Linked DNA regions of Rattus norvegicus: region 1 is linked to region 2. Evidence: chromatin contacts called from public Hi-C data. All regions are on one chromosome and are shown on one strand. The core of a region is the stretch at or near the end of the contact, and the rest is flanking DNA. Distances in the headings are between cores, read along the strand shown. Region 1 overlaps Ptges (prostaglandin E synthase). Region 2 holds the start of Asb6 (ankyrin repeat and SOCS box-containing 6).

Region 1 (3,858 bases), core at 705-3,204, 63 kb before region 2:
CCTGGTACCTTCAGAGACCAGAGGAGGGCGTCAGATCCCTTGGAACTGGAATTACAGATGGTTGTGACTCACCATAGGGGTGCTGGGTTCTGAACCTGGGTCCTCCATGAGAGCAACAAATGCTCCTCATTATCAAGCTTCTCTCCAGGCCCTGACTTTGAACTCTTGCTTGTAGTCATTTTCCAGCACACCCTGTCAAGTAGAGCTCGGGAGGAGCACATCCCCACCTGAGGATTTCGTATGCCCTTGGATGAATTTCATTTTCCTCACGTGTTGCCTGGTACCTCACCCCCACCCACTTCCCTCTTGTGTGCTTTACTGGGGCAAACAGGTCAACTTTGAATTCTGTGCTGTTCCTACCACAGGACCTTTGCACGTGCTGGGTACATCCCAAGAAGATCCTTCCCCTTCCTGGCTGGTTTAGCATCATTTAGTCTGGGACACATCTCCACCCCCTGACTACTGCCCCAGTCCCCCTGCAGCATTGGGGTGCTGGGTGCTCCAGGCCCCTACTTGGTTCTGCCTACTTCTTCGCACTCAGTAAGAAGTTGGTGGCTCCTTGCTAAGATTCATTTTTCCAAAAGGAAACAAGCAGAGGCCACTGAAATGGGTCACCACAAGAGGGCTGGGGCCAGGTTGGGTTTGGCCAGCGCTGCTGGTTGGATGCACTGCAGCTGGAACTGGCTGCTTACTGAACTGGGGCCGGTCCTGGGAAAGGTCATGGCTCAGTCACTGGGTTCATGTTTATCTTATCGTTCATCGGTGGCTCTGGGCATTCGCTTCTCCCGATGAGGGTGGTTTGACTGCCTGTTTCACCCTAGAGAGAGGTGACAGTCCAAAGGGGAACCTGGAAACTGAATGGTGGCTGTTGGGGCTCTCTCCGTGGGCTGTTTTTTTATGGTAGGGTTGTACATAGGCCTCCTGCCGCGCCTGTTCCCAAAAGAGTCAGACACCATGCGAGAAGGAAGGGAAGGTTCGCCAGAGTCCTGTGCTTGGCTGGGTTGATAAGTGGAAGAATCCTACAGTTATCTCTGCAAAGATGTTGCTTGGTCAGCTTTAGGGGTGGAAAGAGACGGAGACCAGCAGGAGACACGGCTCAAAACCTGCCTTCAGAGAGTGTCTGTCACTCGCCTCTGACCCCAGTTCTCTGAGTCCGCCTTTTTCTGCCTGGTGTCTAAGGGACAGAAGGGACTGTGGGGGGGTATGGGAAAAACTAGGCCCAGCACTAAGCCTGCTGTCACCCTCTGCTCCCCAGAGCCCACCGCAACGACATGGAGACGATCTACCCCTTCCTCTTCCTTGGTTTCGTCTACTCATTCCTGGGACCCAACCCTCTCATCGCCTGGATACATTTCCTCGTGGTCCTCACAGGCCGTGTGGTACACACCGTGGCCTACCTGGGCAAAATGAACCCACGCATTCGCTCCGGGGCCTATGTTCTGGCCCAGTTCGCCTGTTTCTCCATGGCCCTACAGATCCTCTGGGAAGTGGCCCACCATCTGTGACCAGCAGCTGAAGCCTCCTCAGATACCACAATGGGGGACGGAGCCATGAAGGCTGAACCAGAGGACTTGGTGCCCCTTCTAGAACAGGGATGGGCTCAGGTCCAGGGTTCCTGGCTAAGCTAGGTGTGTGGATCTCTGAGCCTAATGTGCAAATGTGTGTCTTAGCCTTTTGGGACCCTGGGTGATGTGTCCGATTAGAACCGCTTACAGATTGACAGAACATCCTTCACCTCACAAATGCCTTAAACTTCCTCTTACCCATAAAGCAAAGGACAGAAGATTGTCCAACAGAGCCATCATGCCATATAGGGCTAAGGATGAGGGCTTCTCAGACCTACCTGTAATTCTGGCACAGCCAGAGGAGAGACACGTGACTGGTGTGTGTCTCAGGGCGTCCTCACAAGAGGCCCAGCAGTGGCCGGCTCCCAGTGGAAGTAGGGTGCCAAGTTTTCAGAGGAGGGCAGGTCAGAGCTTCCCTGTCCCCTGTTGATACCTCTCTGTCCTGCCTTAGCTAGCACAGGCTCAGGGTGAAGCAAATGTTCCCAGCTCAGCCTGCTCCTGCGCGGCCTTGGCTCCTCCAAAGACTGAAAGTCAAGGATGGGCTTTGACCAACCGCTAAAAACCGCACCTGTGAGGTTTGAAGATGCCAAACATCTACTCCTGTGAAAAATCTCACCTATGTGTGTGCAGTGTCCCTCCAGAGTCCTCCTGAGACCGGTTCAGGCTTAGCCATTAAACAGCAGAGTGTGACCTGTGAACGTTCCGTGTCTAAGCCTCGTGCTGTCCCAGATGGCCCAGTGCCTACTGGGAATTTTCAGGTTCTGTTCAGGTGCCTATGTTTTACTTTTGTGAGGCAAGGTCTCACTTAGCCCAGGTTTGGCCTCAAACTTACTGTGCAGCCAGGACAACCTTGAGCTAACAGCCTACCTGTACCTCCTAAGTGCTGGGATTACAGGCCTGCAACACCACGTGTCAAGCCAGCGCAGACGCAGGCGACGTCTGGGTAGAAATCACTCCACCAGGCTGCTCCAGGGAAGTCCTTCTTCAGCAAGGAGCTCCCTGACAAGATGGTGTTTGCCTTGGGATCCAGAGATGTCTAAATCCTGCCTGCCAAGTGGGGACTCTTCCTGTAGCTGTGCCAACCTAGTAGCATGCTGGTTTTCTGCTCTACAGATGGAGACAGAAGTGACCACCTGAAGGGGTAGGGTCTGCTCCAGAACCTGGGACATTCGGGCTTCCCACCCAAGGCTGCTGCCTAGTTATACTACCTCTCCTCCTAGCGGGACAAGCCCTGTGCCCCAGACCTGCTCTAATGGGGTTGGGAGAGAGATTGTTACTGGAAAGCTAGCCTCCGTTTCAGCCTCAAACAGCTACAGTGTTCTAGAGGGAACAGCACTGCCCTCTGGTGGTGAGATGAAGCCTTTGCTCAGCTGAGAAAACAACTGTAGATAGGTACCAGCTGTCCCGAACACTAGGCTGGATGTGACCTTCGTCTGTCACTGCTCCTCCCCCCCACCGCCTCAATTAATACTTAAAAATAATTTAAAGGAGGCATTTCTGCATTTTAGATATGATCAGGTGCATTTGGGCAAAAGACTTCTGCATTTTAATTTTATGTAGATGGGTGTTTTGTATGAATTTATGTCTGTATTATATGTGTACCTGGTGCCCATGGAGGCCAGAAGAGGATGTTGGATCTGAAGTTACAGTTGTGAGCCATCGTGTGGGTGCTGGGAATTGACCCAGGATCCTTTGAAGAGCAGCCAGTGCTCTTAACCACTGAGCCACCTCTCCAGATCCATTTTAGTGTTTTAGATGAGGGATTCAAGGGTCCAAGAAGACTTGTCCTGAATTCCTGGGCTAGGACAGGAGAGAAGTCTGCAAGGTGGGGTCCAGGAGAGATAGGGGCTGGAGGAGTTCGTGCAGGGCAGATAAATATTTAATTCAGTGTTTTCCTCTCTATGCAAGGCAGATAAATATTTATTTCAGTGTTTTCCTCTCAAGAAGGTAGGATTGTTAGGGCTAGGTGTTCTAGTAAGAACCTGCTAGTTGCCTGCTTCAGAAGACGCCTCACTCACGATGTCTGTGTGCTGCGAGGCCTGTGAGATGGAGGCCAAGGGCCCCTCGGAGGGTCTACTCATGTGTCTGTTCTTGCCCATCCCCTAGCACTGCAGTGGGAAAGGCAGCAAACAAGGGACTGACAGCCTCACGTGGGGTAAGAAGTCTCGGTCCTCTGATCCCTGCTGGGCTGTCCAATGGGGAGGGAATCCCGCTGATGCAGCCCAGGAAGTGTAAAGAGATTCAAGTGTACACGCCTTTAATCTAGCACACGGGAGGCGACAGAAAGGTGGAT
Region 2 (3,735 bases), core at 911-3,410:
ACATTAAATATGCATGTATACGCATGCGCCGTGTGTGGGTGTGGGTGTGTGGAGGTCAAAGGACAATCTGTAGGAGTCTGTTCTCTCCCTCTACCATAGGGTCCCAACGACTGAGTTCAGGTCACATGGCTTGGTGGCAAGCCTCCACCTTCTGCACTATCTCGGCAGCTCAGCTCTTTTTACTCTGTCCCCTCTCTCGGCCGTTGGTGACATCAACATGCCTTTCATTGGAGCTAGGCCTGTGAAAGCTGGGCAGATGATCAAGTTATAGGTGAAGACTGGCTGGAGAGATGGTTCAGCCATTAAAGGCTAGGCTCACAACCAAAAATAGAGGTGACGACATTGAGGCCAAGGCCAGAAGGCCCACATCTGGGTTCACCTGTTCCACAGAGCTTGTATTCTACCCTCTGAATTCTGCTGATGCTTGGGGACCTTCAAAGTGATATTATATGGAAGAAGGGTCTTGTAGATATCAGAAGGTTAAACTGCTGCCATCTGGATCAGGGCAGCTTCCAAACCCAAGAGGGCTGGAGCCACTGAGGAAGGAGTGACCTGGATGAAGCCACAATGTCCAGTCTACATGGTGCTGGGTGTGGAACCCAACCAAGGCTACACGCATGTCAACCAAGCATTCTGACAGCTGAGCCATGTCCCAAGCCCCCAAGTGCAACTTTGGGGTTTTATTTCATGAATGTGAATGTTGTGCCTACATGGACGGCTGTGTACCACTTTTGTGCCTAATGCCCACAGAGTCCAGAAGAGGGCGACAGAGCCCCGTGGATTGAACCTGGGCTGCGCCATCTCTCCGGAAACCCGCCACCCTCCATCCCACTCCTTCCCTTTGGGAGATAGGGCCTCCCTACGTAGTCCTGACTGGCTAAGAACAGGACCTAGGTCCTTTCCAGAGCAGCCAGTGTTCTTAATTGCTGGGCATCTCTCCAGCCCCTTCTACAGATTTTTCCCCATTATTCCCTAAACAATTACCAACTTGATATTTACTCTGTTGGGTGCAGAGACATCTAGAACTGATATAGAGGAGCTGTGTAACCATTCCATGTAAGATCCTTGAATGCCCACTGGGTTTGGTGTCCTGGGCATCCCAGAACCAAGCTTGTGATCTCAACACTTGAGAAGTGGCGGCAGGAAGCTCAGGAGTACAATGGCAGCCAGCCTCAGCTATTCTGAGAGTTCAAGGCCAGCCCAAGCTATATGAGATCCTGTCTTTATTTTTTTAATATTATTTATTACATATAAGTACACCGTCAGTCTCTTCAGACACACCAGAAGAGGGCATCAGATCTCATTACAGATGGTTGTGAGCCACCATGTGGTTGCTGGGATTTGAACTCAGGACCTCTGGAAGAGTGGTCGGTGCTCTTAACCACTGAGCCATCTCTCCAGCCCCAGATCCTGTCTTTAAAACAAACAAGAAACTTTGTTCCGTGCCAGTAACTCTGTGGCAGATGGCAGGTGCCAAGCAGAGAGACCACAAGCCCCCACAAAGGATTGGAGCCATGGCTATGATGATGCAGCCTCAGGACCACTGACACCTACCCATAACTGGCCTTTCTAGAATCATCAGGGCCTTGCTGCAGGACTCAAAGTCGCAGCCACTCAAATTTGTGTAGGGGGAAGCTACCTGGTACAATTCTTTCTGTTGCGTCTCTGCTGCCTTCCCACTCAGGGTCTAGGGAAGTGATATTATGCCAATTTTACAGACCAGGACAGGAAGGGTCACCGAGTTCCTCCAGGAAAAGCGGGAAAAGTGGGCACCCTGTTTAGCCAGGGGGTGAAGGGACAGAGAATAATGAATTGTCCCCAGTATTTGTGGGGAAGAGTTAGGGTGCAAGGTCCTCATTGCGCCATTCAGTTCAGAGTAGAGAGACTTCCTTAGGAAGTGGCCAAAATCAAATAGGCTGCAGAAAGCAGTGTCCGGGCTCCGAACTGGGCCTATGTCACCTCGGGCAGGAGCAGGTCAGTAGCGGGGCCACACTCCCCCTTGGAGCTTGGACGCCCTGCAGCGGCCTCGCGGGGAATTTCAGGGCGGGGCGGAGCCGGGGCAGTGATGATAGTCGCGAGGTCCTCCCCGGCGGTAGGGGGCACTGTAATGCACATGAGCCCTCACAGGCCCTCAGGACAGGAAGTAGGGGTGGTAGGATAACTTCCGGTGCGGAACTGAGGCCTGGGAGGACGACTGCTCACCGGCGCGGGGTCTGAACCGGTAGATCGGGAGGTGGTGGCGAGTGGGTATCCGGACGCGCGGCCGACGCCATGCCGTTCCTGCACGGCTTCCGCAGGATCATCTTCGAGTACCAGCCCCTGGTGGACGCCATCCTGGGTGCCCTGGGCATCCAGGATCTGGAGCGGCAGGAGCCTCTGGATGAGTGAGTCGCTGCGGTCCCCTGTGGTTGTCGCGGCGGGAGCGGGAGCTGCGTGGCTGCGAGCTCGAGCGCCAGCCTGAGGTGGGCTCGCAGCGTCTTGCAGGGCAGAGGGCCAGGGCCCCGGAGCCGCTCCCTGTGCATGGATGCCGGAGGAGAGGTCCTGGCTGGGACCGACAGCGCTTTTTGCAGACAGCAGGCCTCTTCGAGAGTCTCTGGGGGAAGCAAGCCGGTGTGGTCCGTGTGCCCTGTGCAGACTTCCTTGGGTACTAGGAGCGCTACGCCTTCGGAGTGCTTGTGCCACCGAGACAGACCAGCACCCAGACCAGCACCGTGGGGTGGGATGCAGGGAGTAGGGCGGGGCAAAGGAATAGCACTGGGAGAGTCATGAGCCGGAATTGCAGACTTTCAGTCTCAACAAGGATGTCTTTTCTAAACCACACTAGCTCGCTCTTCTGCGGCCTACTCTGTAAATGTAGTGCCAGGCGGTTTCCAGAACTCGGAGGCGGGGCAGCAGGGCTGCACAAGGCGCTACTGCCCTCCCTTGGCGGAAACTAGCATATTCAAGAAGGCCGCCCTAGATAAGCGTTTGGTCAGATCTTGGATCCCACCTGTTGCAAGAGAAGAGGTCTGGTGGGTGAGATTAGGGAGAAGAGCAACTGAGGAGCATTGGGACAGGAAGGTGACTCTGAAGGTGGTGTCTGAGCCATTGTCCAGAGCTGGGGCAATGTATGGAGTAGTGTCCAGGCCCAAGTAGCACTTAGTAGGTAGTTTTGTCTAGGAAGGGTGAGAGCTTTAGGGCCACCCTCGTGGTGGTATGAGAGAGGACGGGACAGAGCCAGGCCTTTGACAGCAAGCTGAAGGATGGCTTTGAAGTCACTTCACACATTTGACCAAGAAAGAGTTGTGTCCCACAGAGCATGGGCAGTTTGTGTGGGTGATTGTGGAAGGGCACACAGGCTAGGGCCACTGGTCCCCAGGAGTTCCCACTTGGTCTTTTCTGCCTCTTGGTGCAGTTACGCTTCCAGTGAGGAGAGCCGGATCCTGGTCCTTACGGAGCTGCTGGAGCAGAAGGCCCACTCTCCTTTCTACCAGGAAGGTGTGAGCAATGCTCTGCTGAAGATGGCCGAGCTGGGCCTGACCCGGGCAGCTGCGGTCCTCCTGCAGAGTGGGGCCAACCTCAACTTTGAAGGTCAGCAGCGGCCTGAGAATGGGGGTGGGGGCGAGCAGGGCTAGGCAGTCAGCCCTGGCCTCTGCTTCCCCTCTTGTCTTTGGGGTGACTTCCCATGTTCTTTTCCTTTGGGTGGCTTTCTGGGGGCTCTTAGCACCTCTCCTCCCACATCTTCCAGATTAATCC

Evidence for each region. Hi-C and Micro-C count contacts between places; a contact is called where the count stands out from the background.
Region 1: a contact with region 2 is called in a Hi-C map of liver, with 4 times the contacts expected there. The contact joins the enhancer-like site here to the promoter of Asb6 in region 2. A contact is called at or near these places in 4 of 12 Hi-C or Micro-C datasets (the A7r5 cell line, Schwann cells, frontal cortex and 1 more).

Annotation. Positions count from the first base shown.
Region 1 is chr3:34,574,042-34,577,899 of GRCr8, reverse strand. Ptges (prostaglandin E synthase) reads left to right here. Exons shown (of 3, transcript NM_021583.3): 3 at 1,256-2,257. The coding sequence ends at 1,505. Among named protein-coding and RNA genes, the nearest start is that of Ptges, 11 kb to the left of the region's middle. Within about 2 kb of position 1,954, at least 2 of the 93 cell types and tissues checked have an H3K27ac peak or open chromatin away from gene starts, as enhancers often do. A contact at or near this core is called in liver, where this site is marked.
Region 2 is chr3:34,511,458-34,515,192 of GRCr8, reverse strand. Asb6 (ankyrin repeat and SOCS box-containing 6) reads left to right here and starts at 2,160. Exons shown (of 6, transcript NM_001399347.1): 1 at 2,160-2,384; 2 at 3,395-3,570. The coding sequence starts at 2,272.